2 separate regions of the Zea mays genome follow, and region 1 is linked to region 2. A link is a contact called in public Hi-C data. All regions are on one chromosome and are shown on one strand. The core of a region is the stretch at or near the end of the contact, and the rest is flanking DNA. Distances in the headings are between cores, read along the strand shown. Region 1 overlaps LOC103636193. Region 2 holds the start of LOC100382242.

The links. Hi-C and Micro-C count contacts between places; a contact is called where the count stands out from the background.
Region 1: a Hi-C map of endosperm shows a contact between it and region 2, with 2.1 times the contacts expected there. The contact joins the enhancer-like site here to the promoter of LOC100382242 in region 2. A contact is called at or near these places in 3 of 25 Hi-C or Micro-C datasets (endosperm and leaf).

The regions. Positions count from the first base shown.
Region 1 is chr8:155,733,813-155,739,178 of Zm-B73-REFERENCE-NAM-5.0, reverse strand. It overlaps LOC103636193, which reads left to right. Exons shown (of 5, transcript XM_020542667.3): 4 at 1,620-1,669; 5 at 2,596-3,045. The coding sequence ends at 2,638. Among protein-coding and RNA genes, the nearest start is that of LOC103636193, 14 kb to the left of the region's middle. Within about 2 kb of position 2,993, at least 5 of the 20 cell types and tissues checked have an H3K27ac peak or open chromatin away from gene starts, as enhancers often do. A contact at or near this core is called in endosperm, where this site is marked.
Region 2 is chr8:155,577,998-155,583,175 of Zm-B73-REFERENCE-NAM-5.0, reverse strand. LOC100382242 reads right to left here and starts at 3,193. Exons shown (of 8, transcript NM_001366780.1): 1 at 2,836-3,193; 2 at 2,037-2,066; 3 at 1,496-1,625; 4 at 1,256-1,402; 5 at 1,037-1,167; 6 at 389-526. The coding sequence starts at 3,102.

The DNA of each region.
Region 1 (5,366 bases), core at 1,744-4,243, 160 kb before region 2:
CAAAGGCAGGGAACGAGGCTAAAGGAAAACCGAAAGAAGATTTCTTAGAGGGACAAAATAATTCCAAGTGCCCCCGCACCTTACAGAAATGGCAGAGGAAGGCCGGCGAGCCCAGTGGCCCAGCAGGCCCTCGAACCCGAACGAGACGCCATTGAAGGTTGCAAGGCCGAGACTAGTTAAAATTCGAATTTTGAAAATTGGAACAGTCATGAATTTCGTCGCCATGAACTACGCCAATAGGATTAGGGAAAAGCAGTGATGAGGAAACCCTCCTGGAATTCGAAAACCTTGGGGACACAGCCCTTCGCCGAGAGGACGAAGACCACGAACCAGGGGCAGGCAAGCCCAGACGATTGAACGCAGAAATTCTGAGGCGAGACTGATGCGTCCCACCAACGGAGAACCTCTTATCGCTGCGAACCGGAGCCAGATTACGAGTAGGAGAGCCCAGACGATTGAACACAGATATTCTAGTCTTAGCCTGATGCTCATCACCACCAGAGAACTTAATATTGTTACGAATCGGGACAGCATTGGCACCGGTGAGAGGGAGCTTAACAATATCCGCAAAAGATAAACTCTTCCTGCCCCGAACATTCAGCCAAGATGCCGCTTCTTCATCCGTAAAAATCTTGAATTCATGTTTCCAGTTAGGGCCACCGTGGTTCCAAAGGTTGAAGAATGCTCTGAATTCCTTACGATCAATGCATCTGGAATTGTAGATATGGAAACCCACAACCATCGAAGAAACCGAGAACCGAAAAACCCGATCAGCGAGCTGAAGCACCTCAAAGCCAGACGCGAACCCACCGAGGGCGGCCTGGAGGAGATGACCAACAGAATCCGAGTTCAACTTGAAGATGCATCTGCCAAAAGAAACCACCAACCAGAAGGACGACCGAAGACAGGGGCGAGCAGGACAAAACGAAGAAGCCAAATTAAGCCTGAGGGAATCCTCGAAGGCCAACCCCGGCCGAAAGTCCAGGAGCGCGAGGTCCATGCTTGAAGAAACAAGAAGACCAGGGGGGCAGGGGAGCGCGAGGAGCGAGAGGACCTGAGCTAGAAGGGCCGAGATGGTTTGGACTTTGGATAGGTCCAATAGAGACCTCCAGAGGTACCGGTGCGTAGTGATATCCTAAGACATGATAGTAATGGAAGAGATGCAGGGGAAGTCCGAAGTTGACATGAGATGAGACAGTAAAAGTAAACCTGGAAGGATTGGAATATACTCAAATATTTAGCCTTAAATAAATAGGAGTGAATGGAAAACAACTATCCACGTGTCTAAACCTTGATTTGTGACTTCTTGTGTTTTAACTCTACCCCAACATGCTTGGGGCTAAAAGGCATTGTTGTTGCTGCTCTTTGACTTTCAGACACTCAGATATTCATTGATTTGATATGAGAAAACATTAAGATTTTTTTTTGTTGACTTTGATATCCAATTGAGTATATTTGGTTGCCTTTAAGTGGTATAAGCCAAGTTAACTCACATCCTCAAAGATATTAATTTGACTACAGTTCAGATATCAATTTTAACACACATCTTATCTAACCATACCTTAACAGTTGGGATTTCATTCAATAATCGTGATGGTTTTACTTCCATATATTTACAGGATCCTGCATCAGGCCTGTCCTCGAGGAACAAAAGGAAACTACATTGGGGGTATTTTTTTCATTATTGTATCATGCTTCTGCACTTCTATATTACTCTTAATGTCAGAATACAAGTGAATTATCCATATATCTTCATCAGCTTAAACTTTTGGGTTGAATTGTTTGGTGCATGCAATTTAATATGGTATTAAAGTTAGAGGTCTCGAGTTGGTATCCTGGTTAGTGCAAGTAAATAAAAATAATTGTTGTTCACTTCTATTCCACATCTGAGACCTGAGAGAGTCTTGATGTGAAGATTGACCTTTTACGTTGAACTAATGAACTATTTGGTGGATGCAACTTAATACTCCCTCTGCCCCATTATATTGGTCGTCTGAGCGGTGTTCCGGATTGTCTAAATTCATAGAATTTTTTATGTATCTGAAGCCCATTTGTGTCCTGGTTCAGAGAATATTTCATGTATGTGATTGAATGCTAGAACGACTAATATAATGGAACAGAGGGAGTACTTGTTTAGTACAGCCTTACTCCACTGCTTTACCCTTCATTATTCAAGGATTTGTTTGAATTGCACAATTCCAACGCAAACCTTTTATATTTTTCAAAAGGTTTGATAGCACTGGTCCACCTTTCATTTTGTTCAAGAAAGAAACACAGCCTGACTTGTCCACTTCGATATGTGGGGGAAAACTAAGACACAAAGGTTTCTCACCGCGATCTGGTATTCTGGTCATAGATATAATCTATCTGTATCGGCAACTTTAAGATTTCTAACAACTTTGTCTGCTGAGCATGATGTCTCTCTGCCATCAAGAAATTAATGCGGTTTGAACCACGAGAAAGTAAAGTTTAAAGTTCAGCATCGTGTGACATTACTGTGGCCACATTTCAGAAATGCCGAAGCGATAACCTGTTTATCACTTTCACTTGTGAAAGGCGCCGATGGTAATCCCATATGTGTCCCATCTTTTTCAGGCTTGACATTAAAGAACGATGGGAAAGAAAGGCAAACATGTAAAAATATCTGAAGATCCAACAACAAAAGCATATCCACACCGCACTCATTTGAAATTTGAAAGCTGAGGGACAAAACAAAGCGGCCGACCTTTTCCACGGATCATCATGTTGCTGGTAAAGGTTTGTCAGCTAGCAGAACTGATCAGTAAGCTAGTATCTAATTTTTCAGTGTTTTGTCTAACGTTTTCTCCAGACGTTTGGTTGGGACTTTGCTCTGTTGTATTGTCCGATCCAAACTTGCAAAGTTCAAGTGCGATGATAATTTGTTTATTGCTGTGTGATATAGTTTGGGTTTGTTTGTCCTCTTTTTGTGTGAGAAAAGGTACTGATGGTGCAACACAGGCCCATGTGCACAATGGAACATAGTTGTTGCTGATGATACTAGTGTATATAGAAGATTATTTCTCATATGCTTCTCGCAACTTGCTGGTGCGGCTTGTTTACAAGAATGAAGCAGGTGAAGGCAAATCGTGCAATAAGTTATCGACGGACCGCATACAGATCTCGCCCCCAGGATGTGCCCATTTTTAAATCCTCGAGCGCCTTTGGCCTGGTCCATCTGGGACCTTTTGCGATGGTTTCCGTTCGTACTATGCTGTCCTGTCAACGCAAGTACTATATATATGTACTTGAAGTTGTATCTGCAAACTTGCCAGCGAAGTGGTGGTGTATAAAAAAAATAAAGATTTGATTAAATGCTTCACGTTTGATAAAAGAATGAAGTGAGCGAGCGGAAATGCGCACGGTCGGAATCGGAACGTTGAGCCGGAGCAGACCGATGGATGGCAAGAGGTCAAAAGCGTTCATCACTCTTCGGAAACTACGGGCTCGCCGCCGCTGATACCATTTTCAGTGTCATCAGCAATTAAAATATGACAAACTGCGAAAGGGTAGAGAAACGAATATTCTGTGTACTACTACGAGTAGCTTATTGGGAGATTGAGAATACGGGGAAGTGGTAAAGAAAGGGGAAATGACATCTCAAACTTGGGGTGTTTGGTTTCTTTAGGGCTTGTTTGGAAGCATGTGAAATGGAGAGAACTGAGGGGGCTGTAATCCCTTGCTATTCAAAATTGAATAGCAAGGGATTATAACCCCCTCAATTCTCTTTATTCCACTTACTACCAAATAAACCCTTAGGGGGTGTTTGGTTTGAGGAATCATTACATCTAAAATGAGATGGTGTATCATGAGTCTATTTTTAAAATTTGGTTGGATGACCTCATTATTCGTATTAGTACTAACTAACTATGAGAAATGATGTGGTGATGGATGATGTGGTGATGGATCAACTCATTCCATTCTACAAACTAAACAAAAAAGTGAGAGTGAGAAGATGATAGACTAGCTCATTCCTCAAACTAAACACCCATATTAGTCACCCTTTTAAACTTTAGAAACTAAATATTAGTCTCTAGAAATACTATTTAGGAGGCTTCATTTAGGGGTGTTTGTTTGGGATTGTACTGCCCACATTATATAATCTATGCAGATTATAATCCCAAATAAACATCCTCTTATTCATATCGTTTAGTGGTTTATTGACTAAAAGTGACTAAAATTTAGTCAACTAAAGTTTAGAAGATGGGAGCCAAACACCCCATTGGTCTGTTCACGTTGGCCATATGTAGCAGTCGTGACACCTTATGTTGTCCAAACCCATGACCCGCCAGGCAGACCCTTAGGATGGCAATGGCAAAAGGGTTAAAGTCAGGGATAAAATTAAAGCAAAGTGCAATTAGTGTGCAAATAAGCTTGGAGGAGGGACATAAAGAAATGGAGCCAAACATCTTAATGATCATCTCAAGATGTATCCATACCGTAAGAGCAAAATGGCATGGCAAAGCAAGACATTTAGCCAAAGGTCATTAAGGTTTGGTTCTCAAGACAAAGGGAAAGTGTCAATGGAAAACGCTAAAAAGGAGCTTGCCTCTATGACGGTGTTACATGAATACCCACTATGCATGGTTGACCACACATGATTTGTAAGATTTGTTAGTGCACAATCTTTATTTAAAATGGTGACAAGGAACATTATTAGGTATGAGCTATGTATTGTTGTGTCATAATTTTGAGTTGTGTAATATTTATTAAATACTAAATAGTGCTCGCAAACAAATACTAAATAGTGTTTTGGCTAACTGATATTTCCTTAGGAAGGACATCATGAAGCAATACGAGACAGAAGAAGAAATGCATTGCTTTCATGGCAGGAAATAAGTGTAGGGTTGCTATCATTACTAATTGAAAAAATTTCCTATGTGCCATCAAAATTTATAACCATTCCTTGTGTGCCATTGAATGGCATATAGGGAAAAAAATTTTGTGTGTATGACATGTGGGGCTAGTGGCACACAAGGAATGAGTATAATTTTTGATGACACACATGTAATTTCCCCTTACTAATATGTGGACTTCATACAACCAAAAGAAAGGCTACATGGCTACCACAAACCATTATTGATCAACCATGGAAGCTTAGGAGCATTGTGATGAGGTAATGTGACTTGTTCATTGCTGAAATATTCATTTATTTCTAAAATAATGTAACAGACTAACATGATTGTTCATTGTTGTGCGTTCATTTACATGCCAAGTACACTTACTATTGAGGTTATTGCTCAAGAGATGATTGAAGTCGCATGGAATCTTGATGAGAAGGTATCAACTCTGACCATTGCTACAAATGATAAGGTCATAGCATCGTTAGAGTAAGATAGGGAAAGATA
Region 2 (5,178 bases), core at 1,944-4,443:
GGTCATGGCAAACAAGGCAAATTGTAAGAGACTTGGCCCTGTTTGTTTACTTCCAGGATCATATAATCCAGCTTATGGATTATGTAAGCACCTAGTGACCTGGTTATGGATTTATCATAATCTAGGTATCTAGATTATATAATTCACCTAATAATCTGTATTGTTTGTTTGATTTTTAACTTATTTAAGTTGGATTATATAATCTAGAAGGTAAACAAACAGGGTCTTAGTATTGCACAAACTAACCTATGCAAAATGTGGCTATTAAAATACTGCAGAGAAGAGAGACAAACCATGCACACAATAATAGGATATGCGCTGGATATTACATTGCATTCGTGCAAATCAAGTTGAAGATAATAGCGCAGAAACTGTCCAAGAAACTTACTACTTTCCTTTTCCTTGGATCTCTAAATGCCAAATCTCCTATATCTTTCTGCGGAAATAACTTCGCCTCAGGAAGAAGACATGACAATATGCTCAGTGCCTTCAATACAGGTGCAGGTGGTGTTACATCTTCTGAAATCTTGCCAAAGAGAAGCCAGTCTTATAAAATCACTGAACAAGAAAGATGAGACAAAAATATACCCATAAGAAGTCATGAAAAAAGACTTCCAAGGGAGATTCCAACACCAGTTACTATGAAGTCCTTTCTTGACCAGTGGCTCCCAAATTTCTTCATGCATTCTTCAGGTTAGTTGCCCTACCATGAAGTAAAACTGGAAATATGCTAGATTGCAAGAAAAATAAATAAATTTGGCATGGACTTAGCAGTTATCAGTAACTATGAATAAAATTGTTTTGCAAACATATCCATAAGAAGTCATTTCTTGACCAGTGGCTCCCAAATTTCACCAAGCACTATATTTCCACCTACTGTCAACTGTGAACTACAATCCACTATTGTGCACTAGCACAAGTCATGATTGGATAGTTAGTGGACAGTGAAACATATACACACCTTATACTAACACAACCAAAAGGATGTGATTGTGTGATGACGTAATCTGATGGTAATTGGGAGTTTGAGAAATACCTTGCACATAGGTGCGACAAGAAGCACACCATCCCATTCTTGTTGTTGCTTCAAGTGTACTTTCAGGGCAACTGCACCTCCCATTGACTGCCCCAAGAGAAAGTGTGGCAGCTCACACACTTCTTTCATGCCTGAACATTAAGTCATTATTATACCATGATACAAAGACTATATAATTATGAATATACACTTATACACAGAAGATAAGCCAAAAAAAACCTCTTATTCGTGCATACTGTTCAATGACATGGTCCACCATTCCATCAAAGCTTGCAATATAGCCATGGAGACCATATGACATGCCAAAACCAGGATAATCCATAGCATAAACTGCATAACCAGCAGCTGCTATCCTCTTAGCAATCCCTGTAATCTCAAGCTTGTTAATAATAATTAATAAGCATGCATGCAAAGGAATGATAAATGCAAATCAAAACATAACAGAAAAAGTAATGTCACCTTCAAAAAAGAAAGTGCAGGTATCCCCATATCCATGGCAGAAGAAAAGTGCAGCCTTAGTTGCAGTGCCCTCTCTTGGCAGCCAACTCTTCCAGAATATTTCAACGCCCTTTGAATTGGTCTCGTAATTCTACAGTAACTAGCAGTATCTATCAATACTCAAAGCAAGGAAAGAAGCTCTTGAATCAGCCCTGTTTGTATGAGCTTCTGGACAGCTTTTTAGTGTGAAAAGTCAATAGGCTTTTTCATCTAGCTTTCGAAAAGCCAGAATCCCGAAGAACCTGAGTTTATACGGAAAGCTTAAAAGCTCACTTTTCTGAGCTTTCATGAGGTTCTTGAGTCCAGAAAGCTAAAAATATCTTCGAAAATCTACTATTGGCTACTCAAGATGGAAAGCCTTTTTAGTTCAAACAAACAGGGACATGGTAAAGATTTTCCAACAGAAAGTTTGCTTGTGCCACAATATTTCAGCGAGGGAACTACTTGAACGTTGAACAAAATGGAATGCAAGGTCAATTCAGAAATCCCATCACGCCCGTACCTCTTCCATCTGGATTTCATTGTGAGCCATCTACAAAATGAAAAGTACGACAGAAAATGAGAAAAATGTGTCAACTGATATCGTATGAACCAATGTTACAAGGATACAAGATTAGCAATTGGAAGTTTGGAACTCGATAACTGATGCAGATGGTTCATCATGTTCTAAGGGAACCCTAGGAAAAGTTTTACTCTGAATAGCATGGGGTTGTGTCCAAACTCCTAGATAGTGTTTGGTTCAGGAGCCAGTTGAGATAGAGCGGCTCCATTGCCACCATTCAGGAGATTTTGGAAAGGCAAATGATTTAGCATTTGAGCATTTTTTAGAGTCACGATGTTCTACATGGAATCATCCAAACAACAATAAATTAGAAGCCGAGCGGCTCCGTCCTACCATACTCCGGAACCAAACACTTCTCTAATACGTCATGTTCTCTCGCAAAAAAAAAATATCACCTTTTTGTGTCATATTCCTAAATTAATTGCTCTAAACCGGATTAAGATTGAGATAGGCGAGTAATATGTCGAGTTGACAACTTGGATTATACTGTATAGAATTGCACGAGGGTACTGCAAATTGCACACTGAAGAACAGAGCTGCTCATTTCTAGTACTCAGTTTGTTGGGCAAGCAGCGGATCCTGCCAGTTGACAAAAATCTGCTCGCACCTAAATGAGGTGGCAAGCGCCGCAGTACTGGAAGCGTTCGACCATTTCCCAAAAAATAATTTTGACAGCTGATCCTCCGCTACAGCGTACGAAACCAAATCAAGCTAGGACGGAGCGACTTGCACATCGAACCTTGAAAAGGCAGTGGTCGAGGGTGGGGAGCACGGGCGCGAAGGCGGCCCGCACCCGACGCCGCGCGGGAGCCCAGTCCAGACACTGAGCCGCGGCGGCCCTCAGGTCGTCACTCGCGCCCTCCAGCGTCCGCTCCCGATGTGCGCCCTTCGCCGCAGCACCCGCGACCACGGCAGCGCGCCCCCGCGGGCGAGGCGGCGCCACAACGGCGACGCGCGGGCCGGATCCTGCGATCCGGTGCGAGATCGCCGCCATGTGAGGAGGCATGTGTGGCTGCTTGGCCGGCTTGTCGATCGGAGCTGTGACCTCCGCGCACGTGTTGCTGCGCTCTGCTCGAGATGGAATTTCTCGCGTGGCCTTGCCGGCTTGCCGTGCGCGTGGGCAAGTGGGTTTATGTCTCGTCAATGTCTGGGAGCTGGCTACTCCGGTCAGGAGTGGGGAGTCGGGTGCCGGGACTAGTCGGCTCGCAGACTGCACTCTGCAGTGTCGAGAGGCTTGTTTGACTTTGACCATCCGCGTTCTGAGCAGGCACTGCAGCCAATTTTTTTTTTTGCAAATCGGCCCTTTTTGGGTTTTTCCCATAATTATGCTCCTATCAGTTTCATTTCAAAAAATAAATCCTATGCTCGACGTCATCATCATTGACGCCGAGCTTCTGTGTGCCGGCGCCAATATTATTGGCGCCTGTCTGCGTGACAGAGATGCCTTGCTGGACGTGACGTGTCAGGGGTCGGCGCCATAGATCTTGGCGCCGACCCCCCTGGCGGCGGCAGTACACGTGTCAGGGCCAACTTTTCGCCAGCCACATCCACCCAATTTTTCGCCAGCCGCCCGCCGCCCTGTTCGTGCCCGCGCCGCCCTCCCACCGCGACGCGCCGCCCCGCCACGGGCCGGCCCCGCCCGCGCCACCCCCAGACGGCCACGCCCGCGCCGCGCCGCCCCGCCCCGGACGGCCCCGCCCGCGCCGCCCCGCCACCGGACGGCCCCGCCCGAGCCGCCCCGCCCCCGGCCGGCCACGCCCGCGCCGCCCCCGACCGACCCTGCCCGCGTCCGGCCGACCCCGCCCGCGCCGGCCCGCCCCGCAAGCTCCGCCGAGCCGCCCAACAAGCGTCGCCGCCCAGTCCCGGCCGCGCCCGTCCCACGGCCGCGCCCCGTTCCGGCCAACCCCGCGAAGCCCAGTCCCCTCCCGGCGCCCCGCCACCGGCCGTCGACACGCTGCCCCGCCCCGCCCCGGCGCCCGCTCCTCGCCCGCGTCGTCGTCGTCCATCCCCGACCCCGACCCCGACCGTCTAGGTAATTTTTATATTATTTTTGTTATTGTGTAAGCATTTTGTGTTCAATATGTTAGATTGTTTTTCTATAATTTGTTGTTTTTTGAATGTGATGAATGTTAGTTATTGTGATAAATGCTAATTGGATTGAATATTATGAAAGTGAGTCAAATGTGCATGTTTTTTATCCTCCCCGGGGAGGTGCTGTCAAAATTTTCAATTATTATATATGAGTAATTTATAAGGTGGTTAGTATATTAGTGGGTTGTGGTTATATTTATAGTTATGTAGCTAGTAATTAGTGGTTTGTTGTTAGGTAATAACCATCCACAGTTATATTGAATGTTTAATTGATGTTTCAAATAGATGGACAATTTTTTGAGCTTATATCATGGAGGCAATGTGGAACAAGATCCGTATGGAAATGCCAAGTTCATTGACATGCGACACGTGCCGGTACTATTCGATGGTAGACCCTCCTTGAGTGATGTGTTTACAAAGGCTAAACAAAAGCTAGGTTACCATGAAGATGATGACATTGCGGTTGACGGAGTGCTTAATATTGGTCATCCACCAAATGTCATAAGACGAGTCATCCAAATTGATTGTCAACTGGATTGGGATAATTATATTACTTCGGGTATGAAACCCATTTGCAACTCATGGAGGTTGTGGTGCGTCCGGTTGTAGTAGACCGTCCCCCTAAAGACTTTGATCGTGCTATCGATGACGTGCCAACTGTTCCTGATGCTCAATCAGGCCCCAATTTGATCCCATTAAGTCAGCCAGGAGATGGTCTGCAGACAGATTTAGCTGTGTGTATCCCTTTGGCACAAACCAGTTGCAGTAAGTCTTATTGGCATTACATCTTCATTTTGGACCTTGAGCACTTTGCTCATTCCATTTGACGTGGGACTGATCATCTTGTACATGTTGCAGGAGAGACCCCTACTCTTGTGGTTGATCCTCAGACCGAGGCACGTGGCTGCTTCGGTGATGGTTTTATTGCCTCCAACAGTCCTGAGTTTAGGAATGAAGAGGAGCCATATGCCTTTGCTATGGCTGCCGATTC